Linked DNA regions of Sus scrofa: regions 2, 3 and 4 are each linked to region 1. The links are chromatin contacts, called in public Hi-C and targeted proximity ligation maps. All regions are on one chromosome and are shown on one strand. The core of a region is the stretch at or near the end of the contact, and the rest is flanking DNA. Distances in the headings are between cores, read along the strand shown. Region 1 holds the start of ID2 (inhibitor of DNA binding 2, HLH protein). Region 2 overlaps LOC106509914 (a long non-coding RNA gene). Region 3 has its middle 420 kb from the start of ID2. Region 4 has its middle 330 kb from the start of ID2.

Evidence for each region. A called contact is a pair of places that touch in the nucleus more often than the background predicts.
Region 2: a contact with region 1 is called in a targeted proximity ligation map of alveolar macrophages. A contact is called at or near these places in 1 of 5 promoter capture datasets (liver), 15 of 47 Hi-C or Micro-C datasets (alveolar macrophages, embryonic fibroblasts, fetal heart ventricle and 9 more) and 2 of 2 datasets of targeted methods (alveolar macrophages and skeletal muscle).
Region 3: a Hi-C map of embryonic fibroblasts shows a contact between it and region 1, with 2.4 times the contacts expected there. A contact is called at or near these places in 3 of 5 promoter capture datasets (fetal liver, fetal skeletal muscle and liver), 3 of 47 Hi-C or Micro-C datasets (embryonic fibroblasts, epiblast stem cells and fetal liver) and 1 of 2 datasets of targeted methods (alveolar macrophages).
Region 4: a contact with region 1 is called in a targeted proximity ligation map of alveolar macrophages. A contact is called at or near these places in 1 of 5 promoter capture datasets (liver), 4 of 47 Hi-C or Micro-C datasets (blood, fetal heart ventricle, omental adipose tissue and 1 more) and 2 of 2 datasets of targeted methods (alveolar macrophages and skeletal muscle).

The regions. Positions count from the first base shown.
Region 1 is chr3:127,501,956-127,505,196 of Sscrofa11.1, reverse strand. It overlaps ID2 (inhibitor of DNA binding 2, HLH protein), which reads left to right and starts at 1,990. Exons shown (of 3, transcript NM_001037965.1): 1 at 1,990-2,434; 2 at 2,813-2,876. The coding sequence starts at 2,087. The coding sequence ends at 2,869. LOC106509912 (a long non-coding RNA gene) reads right to left here and starts at 1,688. Exons shown (of 3, transcript XR_002342872.1): 1 at 948-1,688.
Region 2 is chr3:127,816,699-127,820,127 of Sscrofa11.1, reverse strand. LOC106509914 (a long non-coding RNA gene) reads right to left here. Exons shown (of 4, transcript XR_001307915.2): 1 at 1-3,429. Among named protein-coding and RNA genes, the nearest start is that of ID2, 320 kb to the right of the region's middle.
Region 3 is chr3:127,919,700-127,923,083 of Sscrofa11.1, reverse strand. No RefSeq gene overlaps it. Among named protein-coding and RNA genes, the nearest start is that of ID2, 420 kb to the right of the region's middle.
Region 4 is chr3:127,835,304-127,838,484 of Sscrofa11.1, reverse strand. No RefSeq gene overlaps it. Among named protein-coding and RNA genes, the nearest start is that of ID2, 330 kb to the right of the region's middle.

The DNA of each region.
Region 1 (3,241 bases), core at 741-3,240:
TGTCCAAGAATCACAAGTAATAATTTGAGAATCCCAAAGATGTTTGTTTACATTGGCTATTATTGTAAAATAGTCAAAGTATAACATCATGAACCAAAATAGTGTCAAAACAAAATCTGTTCCACTGTGGCACGTATGTGACAGAAACACATGCACACAAAGTACATCAAAAGGCTCGAACTGTGGGGGACTCGGGTATGAAATCATTTCCAGACTTATTATCAGAGGAGAGGTTTTTAATCGAATACTGTCAGGAACAGAATTGCAGGCTTCATTTTCCCGGCCAGGCCCTGAGCAGATTTCTCTGCGGGTCAGAGAACCATCCACTTCCATCCTCCAAAACCAAAGCGGCTGGATTTTCTGAAAGTGACACCCACCTCGTTGCCACCAGCTCTTCCTCCCTGGAGAGAAGCCCTGAGGCAGGCGCATGGCGGCAACTGGTGTCAGAGACCAGACCCTCGGGCCACCAGCTGAAGAGTTAATCATTAATTGATGGAAAAAATACTGTGTCCCCATTATTAAACTTTGCTTTTTCTCCAGTTCTGCCCCCCCCCCCCGCCAAGTGCAAAGGAGATTGAGACAAAACATAAGATACTTAGAGACATCATGTTGTCTCAGATTTTCTAGCTTATTGTATTCTAGAGAAATATGGTTTTCAACACACTAATTTATCATGGTCTTCAGTTAAGCTAGAATTAATGTGTGAATTAACTGAAAAGGATTTGAGCAAGTAACTCCAAGCTTTGTAGAAAATGTAGATGGCAGAATAAGTTCTTCAAGATTTAATAGGGGAAAAGAGGGAAGGAAACAACCTGAACCTGCCCCTAAGGCTAGTGCTGAAAAGAGTCCAAACTTGGTATATGACAGATTTAAAGAACAACAACAACAACAGCAACAAAACAACAACAACAATGTGAAGATATCCACCACTGGCTGGAGCCACCTACCTGTCACAAAGCTTTAAAAATACAGTAGGACTGGAATGTGACACCAGAAATCACGACTTGTGCATAATTAATCACCTTACTTTGCCACCTACACTGCAGAGGACAGACTGGCAGCCTCGGAAGGCAGTGTACGTAAATACAGCTTCCATACGCAAATTCTCCTAATGATTTCCGCTTCGTAGGATCATTATCATAGATAGCCCTTCCTCCTTCTAGAAAAGGAAGCCAGAAAGCGTCCTGCGCTCAGAGCTCCTCAGCGATCAGCACAGGTTCCAATAAGCACTCACTTCACCGAGTTTACAACAACGCCTCCTGCGTTGCTCCGAGTTGCACGATCCCACACTAAACCTGTCGTTGAATGCGCGCGTGGGTGATTTTGGTTTTGTTTTTTACAAAGCTTTTCCTTATCTTAAGAGACCCAACTCACACTACAGACGTCACTTGGCGACGGCAAACTTATGTGCGTTTTCACTTTCTTCAGAAATGCTTTCTATCTTGCTGACATTCCGTGGGGCGCAGGGGACCGTGGTGGCTTTCCCTCCGCTGCGCAGACCTGGCCTCGGTGGCTGTGGTTTTAGGGATGCTCAAAGCCCCGAGGTGTAGAAGGCTTCCTCGGGAGACACCTTAGGGAGAGAGTCCGGCCTCGCCGTTGGGATTAACAGGGGATTAAGATGCACATTGAGGTTCCTGGGGTCTCCCCCTCCCCCACCCTGTCCGCGACCCCCTCCTCTACCCCCACCCGCTTCTCTCCCCCCAGCCCTCCCCTTCCCCTGCGCTCCCCTCCGGCCCGGCGCTTACTGTACTCTATTTACCACCCCAGCTGGGCTCGCGCCGCGGGGATTGGCTGCGAACGCGGAAGGACCGAGCGCTCGCCCCGCGCCCGCGCCGGCCAATGGGGGTGCCCGCCCGGCCTGATGGACGCGCCGCCCTCCACCAATGGGGACGCAAGGCAGCCGGATCGTGTGGCCCCGGCGAGCGCTGATAAAAGCCGCCCGGCCGGGCTCCCTGCTTCGTTCTGAGCCGAGCCTGGTGCCGAGCGTAGGAAGCTCTGCAGGCGGCGGCGGCGGCGGCAGCGGCGGCGTCCTGAGCTCCGGGGCAGCCCGCTCCCTCCTCCCGGTCTCTTCTTTCCTGCGGTCAGCATGAAAGCCTTCAGTCCAGTGAGGTCCGTTAGGAAAAACAGCCTTTCGGACCACAGCCTGGGCATCTCCCGGAGCAAAACCCCGGTGGACGACCCGATGAGCCTGCTGTACAACATGAACGACTGCTACTCCAAGCTCAAGGAGCTGGTGCCCAGCATCCCTCAGAACAAGAAGGTGAGCAAGATGGAAATCCTGCAGCACGTCATCGACTACATCTTGGACCTGCAGATCGCCCTGGACTCGCACCCCACTATTGTCAGCCTGCACCACCAGCGACCCGGGCAGAGCCAGGCATCCAGGACGCCGCTGACCACCCTAAATACGGACATCAGCATCCTGTCCTTGCAGGTAAGACCTGCTCCTGGTGCCCCGCTCGCGGCCGCGCAGCCGGGCGATGCCTGGGCTGCCACTGGCCGACCCATTGTCGAGACCGCCGGCCGCAGTCGGTGACTCACAAATGAGCTAATTAACTTCATTGTTATTAGTTTTAGTTTTTTTTGTTTTTTTTTTTTGTTTTTTTTTACAAATCTGCTGTAGATTGAGTTATGCGGGAAATTGCTGATAGGTTAGTTCTGAGAGGTTAACGCATCAATCTTTGAGTCTGCAATTAGCGTAAACGTCTTTACTGGAACTTGCTGTTCTATGGGCTACTTGGAAAAAGAAAAAAAAAAGCTCTTTCTCCTGAAGTTGTCTAACGTCGAGCCTTTTATCCCCGTTCTCTCGTAGGCTTCTGAATTCCCTTCTGAGTTAATGTCAAGTGACAGCAAAGCGCTCTGTGGCTGAATAAATGGTGAGTGTTTGCTTGTGCCACCGGTCGGTGAACCGGCACTCGGGGTGTGTGCGCGCGCGCGCGCGTGTACTTGCGAATCTGTAAAATGTTGGGTTTGGTAGATGAATGTGTACTTGGTTGTATAACACGTAGTACATTGTTTACGTGTACTAGATGTGAAGAGGCATCTGGCTCCTGTTACTCAAATTCACGGAAGATTTTCCTTAAAAAAAAAAAAAAAAATGCCAGTAACTATGGAAGGTGGCAGAGGAAACTGTGTAACTGTGTCCCGGTTTTATGTGCCAGTATCATGCCTGGGCTGTTTTCTGCTCATGCTCTGGTACTACGAGGTACTAACCCCCGTGTAATTAATCTTATCACCGCAA
Region 2 (3,429 bases), core at 403-2,902, 320 kb before region 1:
TGACCCTGGAGGTCTGAGTACTTCTCTAAAACTCTGCTCGTCTTAGGATTAATACCGGCCCTCCAGCTGACCTGTCTTCCACCTGCAGAATGTTGAGATTTGCATGATGCTCCAGAGGAGGTGCTTTGCCTTAAACAGGTGGTGAGTCACCCGCAGCCTGTCATTCTCTCTTCAACAAGTCAGGCATGGCCGCCTCATCCCTCGGACCTGCTAGTCACCGTTTCCCTAATGCGGCTCAGGCACCAACCATGCTCCACTAACCCCCAGTGACAGCATCTGTGTTATCAGCTGCCGGGCACTCCAGCTCCAATTTTCCACTTAGAGGCCATTTCTGACGATACTTCTCATTTCACTTGCCTTGAGGTTCCCTGGAATCGTTGTCTGAGTTTGTAAACTGCAGATGGAAGGTTTACTAAGGAGGGTTCTTGGGAGATTCACCTGTAAAGCAGGAAGATGGACAGGATTTTGCAGTAGGAGCCCCTGACTCGAAAAGTGGTTGCAAAGGAGGCCGCCTCCAGCCAAGTCTCAGGGGGGCCTGGAGCCAAAATAGCCCAGCACAGTTGGCTCAGACTAAGGGCATGGGGAGGGGAGCCTTTGTGTCACAGAGCGTGGGTAGCCCTGAGTGGGCAGATCCTGCAACCCAGGGTCATGTGCAGTGAGTGGTTAAGTCACGAGCTTTCAAAAGCCATCATTCCCAGCATGGAAGGTGGGTCCTTCTGCCCACAGAATCCCATGCACTGCAGCTAAAAGAGGGCTGCTTTCTGTTCTCTTCCTTCTGCTCTCACCATCTTTCCTAAGATAAGAGCAGAGCAGAGAAAGGGCCTGTTTGAGTGCAAGGGACAGCAAAGGGAACAAAGAAATCCCGGGTGTAAGAAACCTCAATTCACATTTCAAAACATTTTCCTGCCACACCAACTGCACAGTTTGCTAAGAATCACCCACCCCCTTTTCTACACTCCTAAGAAATACTTCTTTTTTTTTGGCCTCGCCTGCAGCTGGTGGAAGTTCCTGAACCAGGGATCGAACCTGGGTCACTGAAGTGATGATGCCAGATCCTTAACCCACTGAGCCGCAAGGGAACTCCAGAAATGGTTCATCCTTTTGTACACACTCCCTTTCCCATCACACTGAGACATTTTCATGGCTGTCACTGCCTTACACACCCCAGGACCCTCCGTGTCTCACCCAGCAGCACCAGCAAGTGTTGAATGAATAAATGAAATCTGATAGCAAATCACTCATATTTATTATGGTTGGTCATAGGCCAGTCCTATGGCCAATTGCAAGCTTCCGTGCTCAAGGGAAAGGCCCAGTACAATGCAATACAATTTCAGGAAAAGATGTGGGGAGACCATACTGGTATCTAAAACAAGAAAAGGGGAAATCTGGCACAAGCCTGAGGCAAGGGCATCAAAAGGAAGGTGAAAACACAGCCAGTGTGCTCAGTGCCACAATCAGCAAGTCCCCACGACCCTGACAGTGTGGGCAGGTGGAAAAGGCCCTGGCTTGGAAGCAGCCGGCTCTGCTGTGGAGACGCAGAGTCAAGAACCAGGAACCAGCCTCACGGGAGGCAGTTCCTCCACCCTCTGCGGCTCAGTTCCGTTCCTGCAAAGCAGGATCATGAAAGTAACAAGCTCTCTCTCCCAGGGTCCTCGTGCAGGTCAAGTGACAGATGTGTGTAAGCCGTAGGGCAAACACACAGCTGCCACCCACAAGAAGACAGCTGTTAACACCCCCTCTCCCTTCAGGGCAGAGAGTTCCCCTGCGGCGCTGCTCTGCAGAAGGGCTCCTTGCTGGAGAAAAGCTGGGAGCAGAAACTCAGGGACCCCTCCCACACCAGTGAGAAGGGAAGCTGTGCTTCAGTCCTGGCTCTGCTGACTCCTGGCTGGGGAAACTTTTACCTAAATGGCTTACAACTGCTTCCCCACTCGTGAACAGGATTAGGAAAGTTGGACTCGTAAATCTGTTATAAGAACTAAAAGGTAAAATGTGTAGAGAGCATCGATAAATCACCTGTTACAGAATAACAGAAATTATTAAGTTGTTTTAATGTTCTGGGCTCCTTCCAAAGATGGCTAGCTGTTGATTGAGGGGTCACTTTTTCATTCCATTTTTTTTTCTCCAATGTTTAAGTATGTCATTTTCTGTGAAACACTTAAATTAAAAGGTCATATTCTCTATCATTGCCTACTAAGGAGGCCTGAATTTTGCTGGCATTTTTATTTTGCTTTAACGGAAGAAATTCTCAAGACTGAGGATGGCCATCATCTGGGGCTGAAATCAGCTTCCCCTGTTTTTTGTGCACCCTCCCTGATCAGCCGGGCCCTGAGCTGAGAGGTGAAACTTCTCCAGGGCAGGCTGGGGACTTGTAGGCCCCACATGGTGGCCTCTGAGCCAGGGCTGAAGGGTGAGAATGATGACACCCCTGTAACCTGACAAGGAAGCTCACATTCTGAGAGGCATCCTTCCTGGAGACCCAGCCTCCCTTCAAGCCTCGGCACTTCTCACTGCCACTCAGCCCTCTGTCCCATTGCTGTCAGCAGAGTAGGACAAAGTCTACCAGCACTCCTGACTTTCCCACGCACTGAGTAGTCCCCAGGCCCTGTGCAAGAATAGCCCCAACTCTCGGCAAAATCCCCACTGAGCCAACAAAGGTCGGACCCACCCAAAGAGTTACTGCATCTGACCCATCAAGAAACCAGTTCAAACCCTGCTCCTAATGGCAAGTGACAGGAAACAAAAAGATGCCCCAGCAGTTCTGAGGTTAACAGGGAGGATCTGCTGAACCCCAATCTCTGGTTTCTGTTCCTCCCAGTGTTTCATCCATAAAAAATTAATAGACAGAAACCTCAGTTACGTAGAGTTGGGAGACCAGAAGGGGGAGCCCTTATGCCCTGCAAAGCAGAGCCCAACAGGAAGAGGAAAGACTCCTCTTCTTTCCTGGTGAGAACTCAGCCAATGAAAACCAGGGACTCTTTTATTCCTACTACTCTCCCAACTTCCTTTTCCCCTCTATAAAAGGGTTCTCCTTACCTTACTGCATGGGACTTGCTGGGGGCTCACCATGGTGGCAGACCCTGAAGTGCTATTCTTTACTGAAGCATGGGTTTGATCCCCAGCCTGTTGCAGTGAGTTAAGGATCCAACATTACCACAACTGTGGCATAGGTTGTAACTGTGGCTTGGATTTGATCCCTGGCCTGGGAACTTCCATATGCTATAGGTGAAGCCAAAAAAAATAAATAAATAAAAATAAATAAAAGCAATGGTCCTTCCCCATGTGCATGGCTAGCCAAAGGGACCAACCTAACCAAAGGCAGTTTAGAATATCAATGGCCAGTGTAGGGAACTTTTGAAATCAAACTTACTTGTCTTAAAACTGAATTGGACTACCATAGCTCAAAAATTTCCAAAACCAAGGGGAACATCA
Region 3 (3,384 bases), core at 99-2,598, 420 kb before region 1:
CCATATTCAAGCCTCCTAAAAATAAGTCAAATTCGAGTCCCTCCAAATTTAGTGCCTCCCGAATCCAGCTAGTGCCTCCAATTTGAAGTCCAATTTCTAAATGTCTGCTTTAGCACATCGCCACATAGATGGCAGCTCCCAAGGAGCTTCTATTTTTATAAACCAATAAACAATAAGAATTATCTATTGAGGCCCAGCCCCATACCAGTTGTACAGGGCTGGATGCATTCTGCACACATGGAAAGGGAAGAGGGAATAAAGGGCTGTGTGTGTCTAAGTGGAACAAAGGTCCTGCAAGAAGGGCGTGAGTATCTCTGTTTGAGAGAGGAGGAAAACTGGAGTTCAGGGAAGTACAAGATCACCCCCTTAAGTATCGGGGTGGAGGGAGCCTGGAGCTCCACTCTCTGGCCCTGGGACTCCGTGTTCCGCCTCAGTCCACTCTGGCTGACCGAGCCACATGCCACAAACAGGGGGGCTTCCATAACAGACGTTTTTCTCGTAGTTCTGGAGGCTGAGGAGTCTAGGACCAAGGTGCTGGAAGATTCGGGGTCTGGTCAAGGCCCTCTTCCTGGCACGCTGACACCCGCCTTCTTGCTGCATCCTCCCAGCGTAGAGAGAGGAAGCTCTGACAAGGGCACTGGCCCATCTTGGTGCTCTCCCCGGATGACCTCATTGAAACAAGATCACCTCCCAAAGGCCGCACCTCCTGTACCCTTACATTAGGGAGCGGGGCTTCAAACTATGAATTTGACGGTTAAAAAGAAACATTCTTTCCATAACAACCTGCTACTCTTGGGTCATTCCCCACACCCAGTGTAGACAAAACAGCTCGTGTTTCCCAAAACGCTCCAGGAACCCACCCTCACTGGTGTGTCCTTGCCAACATCCCTGATTCATGACCTAAGTGGTGGTAGTCCACAAAGAAGACTGATAAACCAGCCCAAGGCAGCCAGGTACTTTTCCCTTCCAACCACCTGGATAGGGGAGGGGCTTCTGCTTCTTCCCTTCCAAAGGGAGAGTTTGAAGGTTTCTATAAGGGGCCGCTTACTATGAGAAGTAACTAATTTTAGTCAATATCCCCATCTGCTAATATTTACAGAGTGAGGTACTCTGGAAACAGAGCTCCTGAAATTTTGTGTTTTGTAATTCGCTTTAGAAGTATGAGCCTTCTAAATACCTGCTCCTTGGTTTTGTTACAAACTTAGCCTGATTTCCATGAGCATCTGCTTCAGAGTCGTATTTAGAAGGAATACACTCTGCTTTCCCAAGGAGGCTCAGGCGTTCCCACAACCCGCTCCTCCTCCCTTCCCTGCCCGACAGGCCTCCGCCTTGAAAGAATGCAGGCCGCATACTTGGGGGCAAAAGCAGCATATTTTGAAGAGTGCTAATCCTGAAATGGTGGCAACTCGACTCACATCCTGCGTGTCCGAGGCAACGTGGGAAAATACACATAACCTAGGGGTTCTCAGGCAACCACCCTCAGCATTTAAAAGAAGGGCAAAAGAAAACGGGGGAGATATTATCCGTAACATTTCTGGTGCTCAGGCTGTAAAATTTGTGTCGCCTCTCCTCTGCAAAGCAGGAATTAGATCCTCTGAAAAATATTCGCTTCTTCCTCTTCCTTTCTTCTTTCCTTTTTTTTCTTTCTTTCTCTTTTTGGTATGTGCAGCCTATGGCCAAGGCTAGGGATCAAATCCAAGCCAGAGCTGAGCCAATGCCAGGTTCTTAACCCACTGCACCACAGTGGGAACTCCTCTTTTATTTCTCGAAGAACTCAGAAATTCCTCTATGAGCTTTTAAATAAGTCCCGTTGGCCACAACTATTGGTCATCATTGTCTTCCCCTTCTGTGCCAAGCAGCATTTAAGATACAGCTTGTGAAGGAGTTCCCATGGTGGCTCAGCGGTAATGAATCCAACTCATGTCCATGAGGATGCAGGTTCGATCCTTGGCCTCACTCAGTGGGTGAAGGATCCAGCATTGCCATGAGCTGTGGTGTAGGTTGCAGACGCGGCGCAGATCTGGTGTTCCTGGCTGTGGTATAGGGCAGAGCTACAGCTCTAATTCGACCCCTAGCCTGGGAGATTCCATGTGCTGCATGGGCAGCCCTAAAAAGAAAAAATAAATAAATAAATACAATAAAGCTGTTGAAGCCTGTCCAGGAAACCGGATGAAGTAGCCTGTCATGGCCTCTGAGGGCACCAGGTTTTGGGTTCTCTCAGCCCAGGCATCAGGTATCACAGGAAATACTCAGAAGGGGGCAGTCTCAGAAGACCCTCACATACAGGGTCAGGACCCAATTTCTCCCAGGTGAAGCAGGCACCATCCCCCTACAGCCAGGAAAGAGCCCACCGTTTCCATCCAGTTTCTTCTTCTCCAAATGCTGTTCCCCTAGCCTTCAGTTACCTGCTTCTTTTCGCACTGTTCACATTTCTTCCCTCTGCAGCACATCCCAAAACATGCACACCCACCCTGCCCTCACGCCCTGTCCTGGCTTTCAACATGCAGAGCAGCCAACTATGTCTTGTCTTCAGGAACCACCCCTGCAGTTGTGTTGATCTCTGCTCCACTTCCGCTGCCTTCATCATTGGGCACCTGTGCCTTGGGGCTGTCCCCATTGACCTTGCCAACGGGCTCTGAGCCAGCTGGCATCCCAGGGGGTCCTGCACCAGGAGGGGGAGAACTGCCATCTCAAGGAACACTTGGTCAGAGAGCCTCCAGAATAGGCGGCCCTGACTTCACCATGTTCTTACTTGCCAAGCAGCTCAGGAAAGGCTCCTAGTGTATAACACACTAGAATTTTCTCCACAAGCAGCAGGCAGTCCCTGCTTCTCTCTTGCCCGGCTCTCACCAAGATAAGGCTAGAAGGTCTGGGTAGCATACCCTGGGGTGGGGGAGAAGGGGACCAGCACAAGCAGAGGTCAATTACAAGGACACTCATGAGTGATGCAGTAGAAACGAAGAATGGTAGAGGCAAAATGCATTTTAAAGGCACATAAACTTGCCTTAAATCCTGGCCCTGCTAATGATGCTCCACAAATCAATAGCCAAGTTGCTAAGGTTTCATGGCCTCAGTTTTCCCAATCCATGACATGATGAGGCTGAGCCTAGATGACTCTCAGATCCTATGTAATTCTGGTAGTCTAGGACCCTGCACCCCACAACAATGCCTTTAGAATAAGGGAGACAAAATGAAGTCTTAATTTGCAGTGGGGGTGCAAATAATTTAACTTTTCAACAACCACGTCATGAAGAATGTTCATCTGAAGAGGTGGGGAAGACAGGAGTTCTGGTTGTGGCTCAGCAGGCTAAGGACCCGACATTGTCTCTGTGAGGATGCAGATTCAGCCCCTGGGCCTTGCTCAGCAGGCTAAGGATCTGGGGT
Region 4 (3,181 bases), core at 580-3,079, 330 kb before region 1:
TTGAGGAAGTTATTCAACCTTTCTGAGCCTCAGCTTCCTTAACTGTACAATGGGTATAACAGCATCACACCCCTCAGTCCACAAGAGGATTGAGGAGCTAATGCATATAAGCCTGTCTGGTCCATAGTAACTCTTCAATCAGTGCCAAACATGTACTTTGACTCCATGTCCAATTCTGTTACGTATTTTTACCCCCTACAGCCAATGTTCCTTTTCTGCTGGTCAATGCTCATTTTCTAAAGACATCAATATTTAGAACACTATGGGGTGGTATTACGGAAGAACACCTTTTTTTTGAAAAAGAAATCAGTGTTGGAATGTTACTCTGTTCCTTCTTATGGTTCCTTTCCAATTTAATGATGCCACTGCTGACAGAAACAAAAAAAAAAAAATTACGTGTCATCCAAAAAGATGACAGCATCTTACTTTGTTAATGCCTCAAAATTACAGTGGGAAAGTTGGCTCAAGTCAAATTTGATATTCAGAGATGACTGGGTTCATGTCTGTCTTCTCAGAGCCTTTCAATACAAGGGAGCACTTAAGACATTGTAATGCCCAGAGGATCAGTTAAACATGATTTATCCAAGTCAGTGGCAGGGCCAAGCAACGACAGTGGCAGAGTAGAAGATACCAGAGCTCTGGGCCCTGCCATCAAGAAGCCAAGACAAAGCTAATGAGCCATCACTTTCTTTCTGGAGCCATTGGTTTCCTTGGAAATAGTGGGGCCACAGTCTCTAAGAAAACTAGTGAAAGGTGTAAGTTCTTATGTGCTTTTCCTGATTAACCCATGACTTTCTGAACATGGACCTTCAGCCTCTGGATCAGTTAGAGGCAAGCTCAGCTATGCTTCCAGAAGCTGCCCGATACAAAAGTGGCCACATTACCTAGTTTCCCTTTTCTGATGGTTTCCTTTCTATTAATAACATCCAGGGAAGGATGGCTGATTGTGGAGGGAGTGGAGAGTGTACTTTTCATTTGCAGATCTTATATCAATACAATCACTTTCTGCAAAAGCATTGCAAGCTAGAAGGTATCAAATGTCCCCTTAAAGAGGCTGCATTCACAAATGTCCTGAGAATTTAACATAAATGAAACCAAATTGTGTGTTTTTTCTGACACTATTTCATGCCAGTCATTATTTCAGAATATACACAAACTTTGAATTAGCTCTGAAAGAAGTAAATGAAAAGTTTTAGATCAGACAGCTGAACAGATAGTGCACAGAGACTCTAAGCTAGATGCCAGGGAAACAAAAATATGAATTAGGCATAATTGCAAGATCGTTGCAAAGAGTAAGTGAATAACAGACTTCAAGTCATTTAACAGAGAGGTCAGCCCAAAGTGGGTGGACTTTGTTTCTGGCCCCGTTCTCCTGCTGGGACACAGAGGAGACACAGCTCACAATTTCTTCCTTGGCTGATGTTCTCCTGTGATGCGAACTTGCAGCTATGAGGATTCAGAGAAAGACATGGCACCGGGGAAACAAAAGACCTCACATAGCTGGAGGAACATGACGGGGTTCAAGTAAGGAACATGGGAAGCTGAGGACACAGACTAAACCAACGGGCACTCACTGTGTTCTCACTTTCATTTCCCCTTTGGGGGCAGGGCTGCCTCTGCCCATCTCTGAGCGCCACCAACAGCTCCTACTGACTTGCTAAGCCTGCGTCGGGCTGGGGGCTGGCTGGGGAGAAAGAACCCTCCCCCTCTCAGGGCTCTGGAGATGAACAGCATTCTAAACATCAAGAACTGCCCACTCTCCAGCCCAGAAGGGTTCAGGAGCAATTTGAACAAAGCCCTGTTTGAGGAAAGCCAGCCATAGCACACACACCACGGGGCCGCCCCTGGAAAGGGCTTCTGCTGGCCACAGTGTCACTGTGGCTGTCACAACAGCCTCCCACCTCCCCCTCCGCACCCCCAGCCTTCATCCCTTTACACCACGAGTGTCCCTGGAAGAGAAAACAATTGTCCAAAGAAGATTGAAAACACCCCTGTAGCTTCTTGCCAGAGCATTTGCATTTTTGGAAGAGGTTCTTATTTCTTTTTAAGGCTCAGAGTGAGAAGCTTTTAGAAAAGCTAAAAATATCTGTTAAAGAAGAGAAGAAGAAAAAAATCCAGTTTCCCCTTCTTTCTGGGTAAAAGACTCAGTGACCCAGGGAGGAGCAGAGCTTGATTTCCTACCCTCGTCTTTGGAGGGGGGACAGGAAAGGGGGTCGTCAGGGCCTGGGCCTTTTGGGAACAAAGGTACCCAAGAGCACACTGCATAATCATAGCAGTTGAAAGCTGACAATGGAATGTAGCGTTCGCTCAGTGGAAACTAAGGAGACTAGGATGCAGGCAGACGAGACAGCTTGCTGATCCACAGCACTGAGTCCCAGCAGCTGAGACTGGAACGGGCCATGAGCCCCTGGGCTGCTCAGGGCATCCTCCGACCTCGTCCCCCAGCACACCGCTTATGCCTACACCCCCCAGAAATGACTCTGAGGAACCTGGTCCATCCACTGCCCAAGTGGGGACGCCTGACGCAGGGATGGGCCGAGTGTCCTCCAGCTGCCCTGGCGAGGCACCAGGACTCTGCAAGTCTGGGGCCTGGCTTCCAGAACTCCCTGAAGCACTGCCACACTCCAAGGGAGTTTCCACCAAGGACGCGCAGTACCAAGAAAAGGTCACTGACTCACTCGAGAACAGAAGACTTTCATTCTCAACGGACTTTAGAGCTGTGAGGCCATGCTCTCTATTCAAGAGCAGAGAAACAGGCCTCAAAGCGGCCATGATTTGACTCCCAAGGGGTCAGTGCAGGGCTGGACAATGTGGCTTTCACCGCACGGCCAGCCCCTCCCAGGCCACGCTGCCTCTGTTAAACTTTCCCTTTGTTTCTTCCATTTCATCTTTCAATCAACACCTACTGTGATTTTCCTTTTTGAGGGGGGGTGGTATATCCTCTGCAAATGGAAGTTCCTGGGTCAGGGATTGAATCCTAGCCATAGTTGTAACCTGTGCCACAGCCGCAGCAACTCCAGATCCTTAACCCACTGTGCCAGGCCAGTGGTAGAACCCAAGCCACCATGGAGACAATGCCAGCACCTACCATGATTGACTGAGTTCCTACGATGCACCAGGCACAATTTCTGGCACAGAGGATACCCCGTGGAGCCAGACGGATAAGAGTCCCACTCCTGGG